Regions from separate parts of the Mus musculus genome. Here regions 1, 2 and 3 are each linked to region 4. The links are chromatin contacts, called in public HiChIP or PLAC-seq and promoter capture Hi-C maps. All regions are on one chromosome and are shown on one strand. Each heading gives the region's core, a stretch centred on a gene start, on an enhancer-like site or on the middle of the called end of the contact. The rest is flanking DNA. Distances are from core to core; before and after follow the strand shown.

The links. Promoter capture Hi-C pulls out the DNA fragments that hold promoters and counts their contacts. HiChIP or PLAC-seq counts read pairs in DNA pulled down with a chosen protein or histone mark. Capture Hi-C pulls out chosen DNA fragments and counts their contacts.
Region 1: a contact with region 4 is called in a promoter capture Hi-C map of liver. The contact joins the promoter of Rtn4rl2 here to the promoter of Ctnnd1 in region 4. A contact is called at or near these places in 6 of 39 promoter capture datasets (the 3T3-L1 cell line, the C10 cell line, erythroid cells and 2 more), 1 of 484 Hi-C or Micro-C datasets (rod photoreceptor), 1 of 115 datasets of contacts at active chromatin or transcription factors (embryonic stem cells) and 2 of 9 other capture datasets (adipose tissue and liver).
Region 2: a contact with region 4 is called in a promoter capture Hi-C map of second pharyngeal arch cranial neural crest, with 3 times the contacts expected there. The contact joins the promoter of Timm10 here to the promoter of Ctnnd1 in region 4. A contact is called at or near these places in 19 of 39 promoter capture datasets (the 3T3-L1 cell line, 3T3-L1-derived adipocytes, the C10 cell line and 12 more), 2 of 484 Hi-C or Micro-C datasets (CD4 T cells and LSK cells), 6 of 115 datasets of contacts at active chromatin or transcription factors (bone marrow-derived macrophages, craniofacial prominence, embryonic stem cells and 1 more) and 5 of 9 other capture datasets (adipose tissue, embryonic stem cells, liver and 2 more).
Region 3: an H3K27ac HiChIP or PLAC-seq map of embryonic stem cells shows a contact between it and region 4, with 26 read pairs. The contact joins the enhancer-like site here to the promoter of Ctnnd1 in region 4. A contact is called at or near these places in 7 of 39 promoter capture datasets (the HPC-7 cell line, cranial neural crest, embryonic stem cells and 2 more), 2 of 15 datasets of contacts at CTCF or cohesin (the G1E-ER4 cell line and embryonic stem cells), 45 of 484 Hi-C or Micro-C datasets (B cells, the G1E-ER4 cell line, the HPC-5 cell line and 20 more), 27 of 115 datasets of contacts at active chromatin or transcription factors (the 230-238 cell line, the HPC-7 cell line, bone marrow-derived dendritic cells and 15 more) and 5 of 9 other capture datasets (adipose tissue, embryonic stem cells, liver and 2 more).

What each region holds. Positions count from the first base shown.
Region 1 is chr2:84,885,438-84,888,292 of GRCm38.p6, reverse strand. Rtn4rl2 (reticulon 4 receptor-like 2) reads left to right here and starts at 1,601. Exons shown (of 3, transcript NM_199223.1): 1 at 1,601-1,631. The coding sequence starts at 1,601.
Region 2 is chr2:84,825,687-84,828,386 of GRCm38.p6, reverse strand. It overlaps Timm10 (translocase of inner mitochondrial membrane 10), which reads right to left and starts at 1,366. Exons shown (of 3, transcript NM_013899.2): 1 at 1,240-1,366; 2 at 674-788. The coding sequence starts at 744. It also overlaps a transcript of Smtnl1 not described here.
Region 3 is chr2:84,518,457-84,521,366 of GRCm38.p6, reverse strand. No RefSeq gene overlaps it. Among named protein-coding and RNA genes, the nearest start is that of Gm13710, 13 kb to the right of the region's middle. RefSeq lists an enhancer at 564-2,910. Within about 2 kb of position 1,591, at least 108 of the 459 cell types and tissues checked have an H3K27ac peak or open chromatin away from gene starts, as enhancers often do. A contact at or near this core is called in adipose tissue, craniofacial prominence, embryonic fibroblasts and 8 more, where this site is marked.
Region 4 is chr2:84,649,484-84,652,418 of GRCm38.p6, reverse strand. Ctnnd1 (catenin (cadherin associated protein), delta 1) reads left to right here and starts at 1,679. Exons shown (of 19, transcript NM_001085450.1): 1 at 1,679-2,013.

The DNA of each region.
Region 1 (2,855 bases), core at 352-2,851, 240 kb before region 4:
GCCCGTGCCTGGACTAAGGGTTCCTCCGCTCCACTCGCAGGCAGGGTCCGACTGCATCCAGATGGCCCTGGCACCGCCGCCGTAGGCACCACTGCAGCAATCCCAACCCCGCGTGCGCCGCTTGGCGACAGTTCCCCAAGCGGCTCCCTTCATACGGGGGTTATCAAAAACCGTGTACTAGGCACCTTGGACTGACCAAGACTAGGGCGAAAGGCGTTGAGGCTTTTAAAATAAGGCGCTGAGGTCAGGGATTGGCTGACTCCGCCAGGATAGAGGCGTCTAGGGACCCTATGAGGCCCCTATCCGCCCCTTGGTAAGAAGAGGGTTAGAAGTTTTTGTGAACCAGCAGTCTGCTACCACTTTTGGATCCTCTTCTGCCCTCTGGCGAGAGATAAGAAATCATACCCTTTGGGACATATCACGTAAATACACGCGCGCACGCGCGCGCGTTCACACACGCACACAATTCGCACGCACGCTCAAACTTACACCCATTTGTAAAAAGCTTTAAGGTACATACAACACACCTGAACATTTATTCCCTTCTCCTCCCATCCCGAACTCGAGCGCGCAGAATTTCACACAGCCCTCGCGTGGCTCAACCAGAGCAGAAACCAGCGAGCACACACTAGTACTCCCGCCCTGGTCCTGGTTCCCGACAGGAATAAAAGGCCAGCACTCAGCTACACCTGCCCAAGCGTCTGCGCGCGCGAGCACGCGCACATACACTTGCTCACACGAACTCCTAGACACACTGGTCCTATAGCTATGCAAACCGCCCTGAGGGTCTAGGAAGAAAAGAAAACGTGACATTTTGCAGTCTTTAAGGGACGCAAACGATCGCGAAGGGCAGGGCAGGAGGAGGGGCGCTGAGTGGGAAACTGCTCTGAAACTGCATATCTTCTGGGAAAGTTGGGAAATCCTCACCCTGAACAAGTCAGGGGGTGGGGGTGGGGAGGGGACTTAACACTACTGCATGCGCGCGCGCGCGCGCACACACACACACACACACACACACACACACACACACACACACACCAAGAAGGGATTTCTCTAAAGGCATGGCGCCGCAGAGGCTACGGGAACACAGCCTTCCCGATCTCCCAAGGTTGGGAGGGGGCCGGAGACTGAGTGGTCTAGATGGAGAACTACTCCCTCCTCCTAGTAGCCAGCAAAGGGTTAAACCGGCAGGCCGGGAAGCGAGGGAGGAGCCAGCGAGTGCGGGAATGGGGGGGGGGGGGGAGCGCTTCTTCGCTGTCCCCACTCTCCCTCGGCGAGCAGCCGGGGCGCACGGACCGACCGACTAACCGACTCCCTGCGGGGCCGCGCTGCTGAAGGGGCGCGGACACCGGGTGTCCAGGGTCAACCCAGCCCTTTCCATCCCGTCGTGCCCCGCCCCGTCCCGTCGGGGCCGATGGCTCCTTCCGAGGCACGGAGTCCGGGGGGCGCAGGGTAGAACTCCGCAGCCCCGCTACGTAGCCCGGGACTCCCCGGGTCCTTACGGAGCCCCGCGGAGTCCCCGCCGTCTGTCCGGCGGGATAAGGGAGCGAGTGGGAGTGCCCTCCCCCCCGCCGCCCCCTCCCCCGATCGTCGAGACAAGATGCTGCCCGGGCTCCGGCGCCTGCTGCAAGGTAGGGACACCGGCCGGCGGGAGGACACTAGAGAGAGAGGCGCCCCTCTCCTTGGGCACGAGGGTGGGGCAGTGAAGGGGGTGGGGTGGGTAGGGAGCAAAAAACCGCTTAGCGCGGGAGCGGCGCCTCCGCCCCCAGAGCTGCCAGCCGCAGGAGGGCACTGGGCTTGGAGCCTGCGGGAATGTGCGGGGAGCTCGTGACCAAGGGGGGACGCGGAGGGCAGACCGAGCTGGCTGGGAGGAGGAGAAAGAGGCTCAGGTTCTGTTGTCCCGGCTCCACCTGCTCCGGGGGGACGCTGAGGACTCGGGCCGGCTGGGGAAGCGCCGACTCAGCAACTCCTCGTGCCCGGTGTCTCAGCACTTTCCAGTCACCTGGGAAGACAAGCCATGTGGGTAGGGGTCTGCCTGGGAATGAAGGGGGTAGAGAGAGATTCCCCAATGGCCCTGCCTAGTCGCATAGATGGAGGGGCTAAAAGGAGGCTAGTTCCGAGCACTGAGTGACAGCCAAGGGTGTGGGCTGGAGACTGGGGGCGGGGAGGGTAGGGGTCGGAGGGAGGAGGGGAGTCAGGATGAGAAAAGTGTCTAGGGAGGTGGGGGTGAGAAAGAGGAGGTGGGGGGCGGGATAAAGGAGGGGTAGGAGGAGGCATAAAGGTTAGACGACCAGAAACTGGGGTCCAGGGGAAGACCAAGGAAGAGGGAGGAGAGGGTGACCAGTTCAGGAGAGAGGTGTACAGGGGCATAAAAAGCTAGAGGGGAGCGGGGGGGGGGGGGGAGATAACCGGAAGGGTGAGGACTGGGGCTCTAGGAGATTGGAATGGAAAGGGGATGGGAGGACTAGAAACCAGCGGAAGCTAGTGAGGAAGGATAGATGTAAGACTCAGACACCAGGAAAATGGTCACCAGGGGTGGGGGCCGGGATCCCTACGCGGTAGAGTGATTTGAGACGGATTAGGATGTCAACAGAAGCCAGAGAAGGAGATGGAAGAGAAGCGATGGTGCCCAGGGAGTAGACAAAGAGGCTCTGGTAACCACTTCCACGTGGGAAGCTCTCCATTCCAAAGCGCCTGCCTGGTATAGCCCTTCTCTCAGGAGTAGCTGCTGGGCTAGTCCAAAGGACCCTGAGCTCGGGGTCTGGGTTAGAGCTGAGGGAAGGAGCGTGAGCACTTTGTGTGTGGGGGTGGGGGGCAGCCTCCTTGGGGTGGGTACCTGGGCTGCCTCAGCGCTG
Region 2 (2,700 bases), core at 117-2,616, 180 kb before region 4:
CCCCATCGTGAAAAACAAGAACAAAACAACATCCACTCCATCCCCCCCAAAAAGGAAGAAAAACATTAATAAATATTAGCAACTAAATACTATTCATTACTAAATGGCTGTTCAGAAGGCTTAGGCGGCAAAGGCACTTGCTGCCAAACCAGAAGATTTGAGTTCAATCCAAGATGAGATCCTATTAAGCTGCCCTCTGACCTCCACATGTGTGGCGCTATGGCATGCATGTTGGCATTCATAAACAAACACAAAATACATAAACTACATAAACAAGGGTAAATGGGCTATCTAAGGAGAAAGAAAGATGGAAACGAGGAGAGAAGAGAAGAGAAGAGAAGAGAAGAGAAGAGAAGAGAAGAGAAGAGAAGAGAAGAGAAGAGAAGAGAAGAGAAGAGAAAGTGCTTATATGTTCTTGATACTCAGCAGAGCCTGGGCAGGAGATTCTCCATCATACACCCCTTTTATTCCCTCCAAATAGCCAACCAAGTCCTTCCAGTGACCTGTATTTACTTCAGCGAAGCACGCGGTGAGGGTGGGGCGGGATTAGGAGGGCGGGACTTGGCTCCACTACCTTATCGAAAGCATTCGTTACAAGTGCTTCACTCTGTCGGGCTAGGGGTGACTAGGGCGAGTTTTCCTAGACAAGGTGAAGCCGAGTGCTTCTCTTTACCTGTTGTACATGTCAGCCATCATCTCCACCTCCAGCTCCGCAGCCAGCTGCTGGGCTCTGAGCGGATCCATGTCAACTTAGCACCGTGGAGAGAATAGCCTCCTGGTCTTTAGTCCTAGGAGCGGACATGATCAGTCAGCATCGATCCCTCCCGGTTCACCCTAGTACCACCCCCCCGGGGGGGCTGGAGGGCGCGAGGAATTACAGTGTTTCAGACCAGCGGGGACCAATACCCCGCTCAGTAAACGTAATCAGCCCTCTTAACAGAAGTGGAGATGAGGCCCTTAAAGAGGACAGTGTCCAGCTCAAGGTCACTCGCGATGTCATGGGGCTCGGGGATGGAAACCGAGCCCTCTTAGTACCTCGAGATCACTCCTAGAGCCAGAGGATTGACAGTTGGGACGGAACACACAAAACCGTGGGTCTGAACCCATGCAGCCCCGAGAATGTGACCCTAACCACAGCCTAGGTTCCCGGGGTGGGTCTAAAGGCTGAGCCTCTGTCACGGCAATGGCATAATCAGGAATCAGGGTTACCCTGGGTATCAGACACCACGGCCCACTCACCACGGCCTGGGGCAGGTCACAGCTCCCGCAACGTCCCCAACTTCGGGTCAATAGTAAAAAGTTACCGGGTACCAAGGCAGGCGAAATAAGAAGCACGTGGGTCACTTCCGGAAGGAAGTCTAGCCTCTTCTTTGATCCGGAAGAAAACGCCGACCAGGCTGCGCTGGGAAACCGGCTACCATAGAGAAACCGACCTTAATTTGCTAGAGTGGACTCCAAAGTACCATAGAATGCTGAGTGAGTGGCAGAGCGCCGGCAGCCTTGTTAGCATTCCATCCCTCCGGTTGTCCGGGAGACGCCTGAGCGTTTGCAGTGTGGAAGAAGCTTGGCTCCCTGAACCCACCATGGAGAGCCCACGCCAGAGCGCAGACGGATCTTATGTGAAGAAAGGAGAACGTTTCCCAAAGGAGCCTGTCAATTTTGCATGTTAAAACACCTGGAGCACTTTAAAAAAAAAAAAAAAAAAAAAAAAAAAACACCTCAGCGCCCAGACGTTACCTCATACCCCTGAAATCAGAATCCCGGGGAGCAGTGTGCAACATTAACTAGTGGAGTTGCAGAGAAGATACACGATCGCTGCTCGCAGAAAAAAAGAAACATGTATAGAGATTGTCTTTATTTGCTTTTGAGGCAGGGTCCCATGGAACCTAGGCTGCTCTCTAATTTGCGGTGTAGCCGAAGATGACCTAGAACTTACGAACCTGCCTCCACCTCACTAGTGCTTCGGCTACAGATAAGCGCCATTATGCCTGACTTTTGCAATGTTGGGATGAAAACAGGACCACATGCTTAGGCAAGCACTCTATCAACTGCCCCAGTGCTGCAACATGTTTTACTGCACTTCTTTATTATAGCCCTACACATGCACAATAAATAAAGTAAGTAAATAAATAAATGTAATAATAAAAAGCATTGGGTTTATCCCTTTAAAATTTTATTAGGGCAAATTCACAACACAGAACACAGTCTAATGAACGTCATTGAATCTATCCCCAAGATTTAATAATTCTTACTATTTAGTCACATTTTCTTGATCTATTATCTTTAGCAGATGAAGTCTTTTTCCCAAAGTGCTATTTTCACATTCTCAGCTAATAGTGATGTTTTTTTCATCTCTCTTCCACAGTGCTGAAGGTTGAATCCAGGGTCTCATGCAAACCCTCCACAACTGAACTACACAGGTCATTTGATATACTATTTTTAAATTTAAATTTATTTATAAGAACATGTGTCCTTGGGCTGGAGAGATGGCTCAGTGGCTAAGAGTACTGACTGCTGTTCCAGAGGTCTTGAGTTCAATTCCCAGCAACCACAAGGTGACTCACAACCATCTGTAATGGAATCCAGTGCCTCTTCTGGTGTGTCAGAGCTACAGTGTACTCATAGATACAGAAAATAAATATATTGAAGAAGGAGGAGGAGGAGCCCATGGTAGGATCAAAGGAGGTCAAAGGACAACTG
Region 3 (2,910 bases), core at 342-2,841, 130 kb after region 4:
GCCCAAGAATTGTCTGTTCTGTCTTTAATGTCACCCTTTTGTTGTGGCTGCCCAGGTATGCTCTCTGGCTGGATTCCACTTCCCTGTTTCCACCCAATTCTGGCCTAGTGCTCAGAATATCAACCTCTCACACTCTTCTTCCTCCGATCCCTGGCTGTTACAGGATACTTGAACCTGTTTCTAGTTAGGGTGTGGCTCAGCCCTTAGCACTTACCTTTGATCCCAAACAATGAAAGTCAAGCTAGTTTGTAGAAGGAAGCACCCATGTTTGAAAGTGAATCAGAGAAAGATCTGACAGAATGCGGAGGTAGGTCCGACTTTCACGAGACAGGAAGCTACTTAAGGGAGAGACAGTAGAGGAAGAAGAGAGTACAGTGAAGGAATACAGTAGAGTTGGTGGAGAGCAGTAGCGTTGAGAGAGGAGTGGCGCAGTACAGAGAGGGAGGAGGAGGCGGATTTGCAGGGTAGAGTTTTACAGAGAACAAGCTAGGCACAGGTAAAGACAGAATGAACCAGAGAATGAGAAGGAGACAGATGATGAGAAAAGTTAGTTTGAGGCAATTCAAAGGCCAAGAGAGAAGCCAGTTTAAATCAGTCAGCTGGGAGGGGAGTTTGAGCCAGAACAGCTGAGTTGAACCAGCCAGCCAGAGTTCAGAAAGAACCAGAAAGGGGAACCTTACTCTGCAGCAAGTCTCAGAGGCTGAAACCATTCTAGGCCTAGATTAGCAGATGGAGGCAGTAAGCCTCCCAGACAACAGCTATAACAGGGGAATAAAAGTTAAGTTGCTTTTACACCTAGGTTTTCTTGGGTTTCTTAGGGCAAGAGGTGAAGGAGTTGGCAGGGCCAATAGGAACAAGTGACTTGGAGCTGAAGAGAGAACTCAGCAAGTAAGAGCCCTTGCTGCTCTTGCAAGAGGTCCCAAGTTTGGTTCCCAACATCCACATGGTAGTTCAGGACTGTCTATATAGACAGTTCCAGGGGACCCTCTACTGGTCTCTGCAGGCACCAGGCACAGTCACAGTGAGCATGTACGCATGAAAGGCAAACACTCACAAACATTAAACAAAATAAAGCAAAAAAGAACTGACGACCCCAAGAAGAAAAGGGAGGAGACCAGCCCCTCTTTAGTTTTCTACCTCATGAGGAATTATTGTGTAAAAACAAAGGCTTGCCAGGAGGGAGATTTGTTTGTGTGAAGAAATGCCTTTGGGATCTGGGGTGGAGGCCTGGCATAGAAAGATCGGCAGCGCACTTAGAGAAGACAGAGGGTACACCATGGACATAGCCATGAACGCGTTCTGAAGGCCTGGCATCCCCACCTGTGCTGTGACATCACACGCTTCTTCCCTAGTGACCCCATTCACTGCCACATTATACAGTCCAATTGTGAGCCGTGTGCGGGTGTTTATCTTTATTGTCGCCCTGGCTGGCCTTGGAACCACTCCCATTTCCTTCTCTCCTCATACGTAGTAGGAAAGGCATACAAGGCACATGCCAAACCATGAACAAAGGTTAACCTGGCACAGTGGAATACGTTAAGCTTTTCCCCTTTCATCCTTGTTTGGTGTGTCTCAATTCTTTTCAACGGTCAGGTACGTACTCTGCCAAGTTTCCACTCCACTCTCTCAAGAACCTAAGAGTCCAGACTGACCTGCCTATCTGACGTGAGGGAGACAAGGTGACTACTGAAACCGTGGAGCAAACACTGGCCTATTCCAGACAAATCCCGGAAACAGTTTCCCGAGTGTAAACAGAAGCAAAGCCTGTGGAATGCAGGCTGAGAGGGAAAGTAGATCTCTGTATTTATTTTGGGGGCAGTCTCTAAAGGGGAAAGGCATGCCTGTAGATTTGACTTTCCCAGAGGTTCAAACCAGCACAAAGTTACCCACAGGGAAAGATGCGGCAGCAAAGGAGTGCTGTGACTGCCGGGGCCGTGGGGAAGAGCAGGGTCTGGAGATGATTAAAGCCAGAATCTCCAGAGAGGAGATTCATTCTAGGTGATGAATCGGAGAATTGATTGTCTTTTCTTATTGAAGGCTACACTAATCAGGAAGAGTGGATCTGTCTGGAGAGGGAACTGTAGTGGAAACAACGTAAAACACGGGGCTCTAGGATCATAGATATAGGCTGTCTCAAAGACAATTAGACCTTTCAGCTGAAGGAATGAGACATACTACACCAAGCTTAGAGTCATCTTAAATGGGTGTGTGAGTTCCGAACTAGTTTTGGTATTCAAGTTTGGTTATTTGTACAAAGGATGAATTTACCTTTCAATAGGCTGTTGTCTTCCCTTGGTATCCGCTAGCCAACTGGGACTTCATTTATTTCTAAAACAGTACAAGGCTCTTTTGGTTTCACCTACAAAAGTGAATGGGCCTCTGTATTTCAAGGTTGCACATTTTCTGTTCTCTTTAAGCAGAGATAAGGACTCCGGGGCTGCGGAATACAATAGGCTATTCTTGTAACTCAGCAGAGCCGGGCACTGTGAGTAATCTCTGCTCTTGACCCTACACCCACCTTGAAGCAGAAACTTGTATCACATCCCCCAAAACAAATCCATTGTAAGAAAGGAATAATGAGTAATGACAACTTTACTGACTGTTTCTTGGGGAGACAGAAAAGATCTCTGTATCCTGTGGAGGTAGTTTTGATTTATAACAAAGCATAATAAAAAATTTCATGAGACATTCATGCTCTTTTTTCTCCTAAGGAGAAAGGTTTCACATTCTTTTCTAGCTTTCTTCTTATTTTGGTATTCATAAGCAAAACATGATGTAATCTTTTAAAAATCTCTCATCCTCCCATCTATCCCTCTGCCTGGCCATTGACAGGCTTTGCCTTTAAGAGGACGGTGAGGTCTAGTGTTTGGGAGAAGAATCAAGAAATTACTAATTCACTTAAAATCTGCT
Region 4 (2,935 bases), core at 430-2,929:
TACATTGGTGCTGTAATCTGAACCAGGCCCTCATGGTTGAGCAGCAAGTGGGCAGTCTCCACTGAGCTGTCTCTCCAGCAAGAGACAGTTATTTCCATTTTATAGCTAAGGAAACTGAGCTTCAGAGATTATATAATTTGGCCAAGGTCTCATAGTGGTGCAAAAATCTGAACTAGTGTACTTGTAGAGGTGTAGCTGGAAGCCAGCAGTTTGACTGCAGTCTCTCTTCTTAGCCAGTATATCACCATTATAGATTATGAAAGCTTTATGAAGATACATTTTGCAGCAGCCAATAGGAACACACACCTATTGTCCCAGCACTCAGGAGGCAGACACAGGGGGTATCTCTGTGAGCTCAAAGCCAGCCTGCCTGGTCTAGATATCAAGAGTTCTAGGTCAGTCAGGGCTACATAATTAGACCCTGTCTCAAATAATAAAATAAAATAAAAATAAATTAAAAATAGGGCTAGAAGAGGTCACCACCAAGATAATGACCAAAGTTTAACCCCTGGGCCCATATGGAGGAAGGAGAGGACTGATCCCTGCAAATTGTTCTCTGACCTGAGTATGACTGCTGTAGTACATGTGCACTCATGCACACACAAAGAAATCTAATTTAAAAATATATAAGGAGAGACCTTCTAACTCATTATCTTCGTTTAGTAATTAGTGAATAACTAATACCAGTTTTACCAGGTGGTAATATACCTTCAACCCTATAACTCAGAAGTCGGAGGCATGGGGTTTTTGAGTTTGAGGCCAGCCTGGGGTAGAGTGAAATCCTATCTTAAACAAAACAAAGCAACCTCCCCACCAAAGAAAAAAAATTCAACAACAAACACAGCCCCTTCCCCTCATAAACTTTAAAGGAATTCGTAGGAAAACCCCTATAATATTTTATTTAGGTCAAATAAAAAAGGCAGGTAATTTTGGGTTGACTAAACAATAGCATTCTCTTAATTATTTTAACGATGATATTCTTAACTAGTCTACACTCTTTGTTTATTGGATTCTGCCTATTGTCCCAGGCAAACCCATATTGTTTTGATGGGAAGATAGTGCTGGTCCTCAAGGGCTCAGTGGATTCTGCTTCCTTTTAGTTTAGAGAAGAAAGGCTAACAAACTATTAAGAAGTCTAAGCATTTATTTTCTCCATTAGCTTTTAATTCAATTAAGCCAAAACAATGAAATTGAGTTTGTCTCAGATATTTCCTACCATCCCAGTCAGCATATAGTCCAGTTTCTGGGATTTCCTTCCTTCTTTCCTGACTTCCTTTGGGAAAACGCTTTGGGGAAGAAAGCAGCAAACCAAACCGCAGCAAGTAAAGAAAGTAAGCTCTTTTCTGTTTTCCCACCCAGATAGGTAGGGAAAGGGAACAAGACCCTCATCAAAGAGAACTGAGGCTTAGGCGTGCCGTTCTAAAATGCTTTGTTATTTAGCACCTCCCACCTCCCCCCAGATCTGCAGTAATTCCTCAGAGATTGTATAGTCTCCGCTTTAAATATACATATAATATATATGTATAAAACTTCCTCGTCTTTCTCTCTCCCTTTTTTTTTTTTAATTTCCTATAATAAAGTTTCCTATTGGATAAGGTCAGCTCCCTGATTTATGCCTGGTTCCTATTGGAAGCTCGCAGGGGCTGACATCACTTAGGAAAGCTAGGGTAGGGCTGCCAGATCAGTTTGTCACCACCCAGGCTGCCTTGCCTTTGGCTGGGTGCAACTTCCATTTTAGGTGTTGGATCTGAGGGGAAAAGGAGAGAGGGAGAGAGAGGGAGAGAGGGAGAGAGGGAAAGGGAGAGAGAGAGAGAGAGAAAGAGGACGATCAAGAGGGAGGGAGGGAGAGCCAGCGAGCGAGACAGACACGGAGGGAGAGGAGAAAGGCAGGAAAGATCCTGGAACGAGGAAGAGGAAGAGGCGGCGAACCTCGCTGGATTTGTCTTTCTCAGCACATTGGTGAAGCTTTGGGTTTGTTTCTTAAAGGACTGGCTTTAGAAGTCCACATTTGAGGTGTGTGCTTTTTAAATTTTTTTCCTTTTATTAAAAATGTGTGTATTGGGAAAGGGGTAACTCAAGTGGAATTTTTTTCTTAATGGTAACTGGAGGGACTTTTAAAAGGGTGAGAAAGCCTGTTAGTGCTGACGGTGAATTTTAACCAATTATTTTTTTCACTTTTAATACTTTGGAGGTTTCTTGGTATTTTATTTAGTTAAGGAAAAGGTAAAACGTACAAGACCTGGAAACAAACTTCTAGGTGTAATACCGGAAGCTGGTTGGAACCAGGGGTAGAAGTTGTGTAAATTCCTTTTTTTGTGTGTACTTTTATATTATTTTTTTCCCTGGATTTAGCTAACATACTCTTATTTTTCAGAGCTCAAAAAGTTGTTTGGGGGGGGGGGCATGTTGTGTGTGGGTTGGGGAAGGACTCTGCCCTGGTCGGAAGCTGGTCGTACAGATGGCTCTTACCATGTTTCGGAACTTTTAGCCCCCTCACCTTTGAATTTGTGGCAGTGGGAAGTTGCAGGAAGCTTTCGAGTTTCAATGGTATTGTTTTTTCCTTCTGAACGTGAACGGCCCAGAAGGGTTTCAGCGCTGCAGTTCCTGGGTGGATCCCTCTTTCACTTTTCCAGGTGTGGTGGTGGGTGGGAGCCGCTGTCGCCTGCCTGCCTGCCTGCCTGCCTGCCTGCCTAGGAGGCTCTTTGCTTTGCCTTGTGAAAACAAATGGATCTACGTTAACTTGAGTTGCCCTTCCTTCCTTCCTTCCTTCCTTCCTTCCTTCCTTCCTTCCTTCCTTCCTTCCTTCCTTCCTTTTTGTACTAAAAGTCGTTTTAGTGGCACAGATTTGTAAAGGTGTGTGTTAAACTTACTGATATGGTAATGTTTGGCCTTTAAAGGGATAAGGAAATTCTAATCATACTTTCTGTTGACCGGA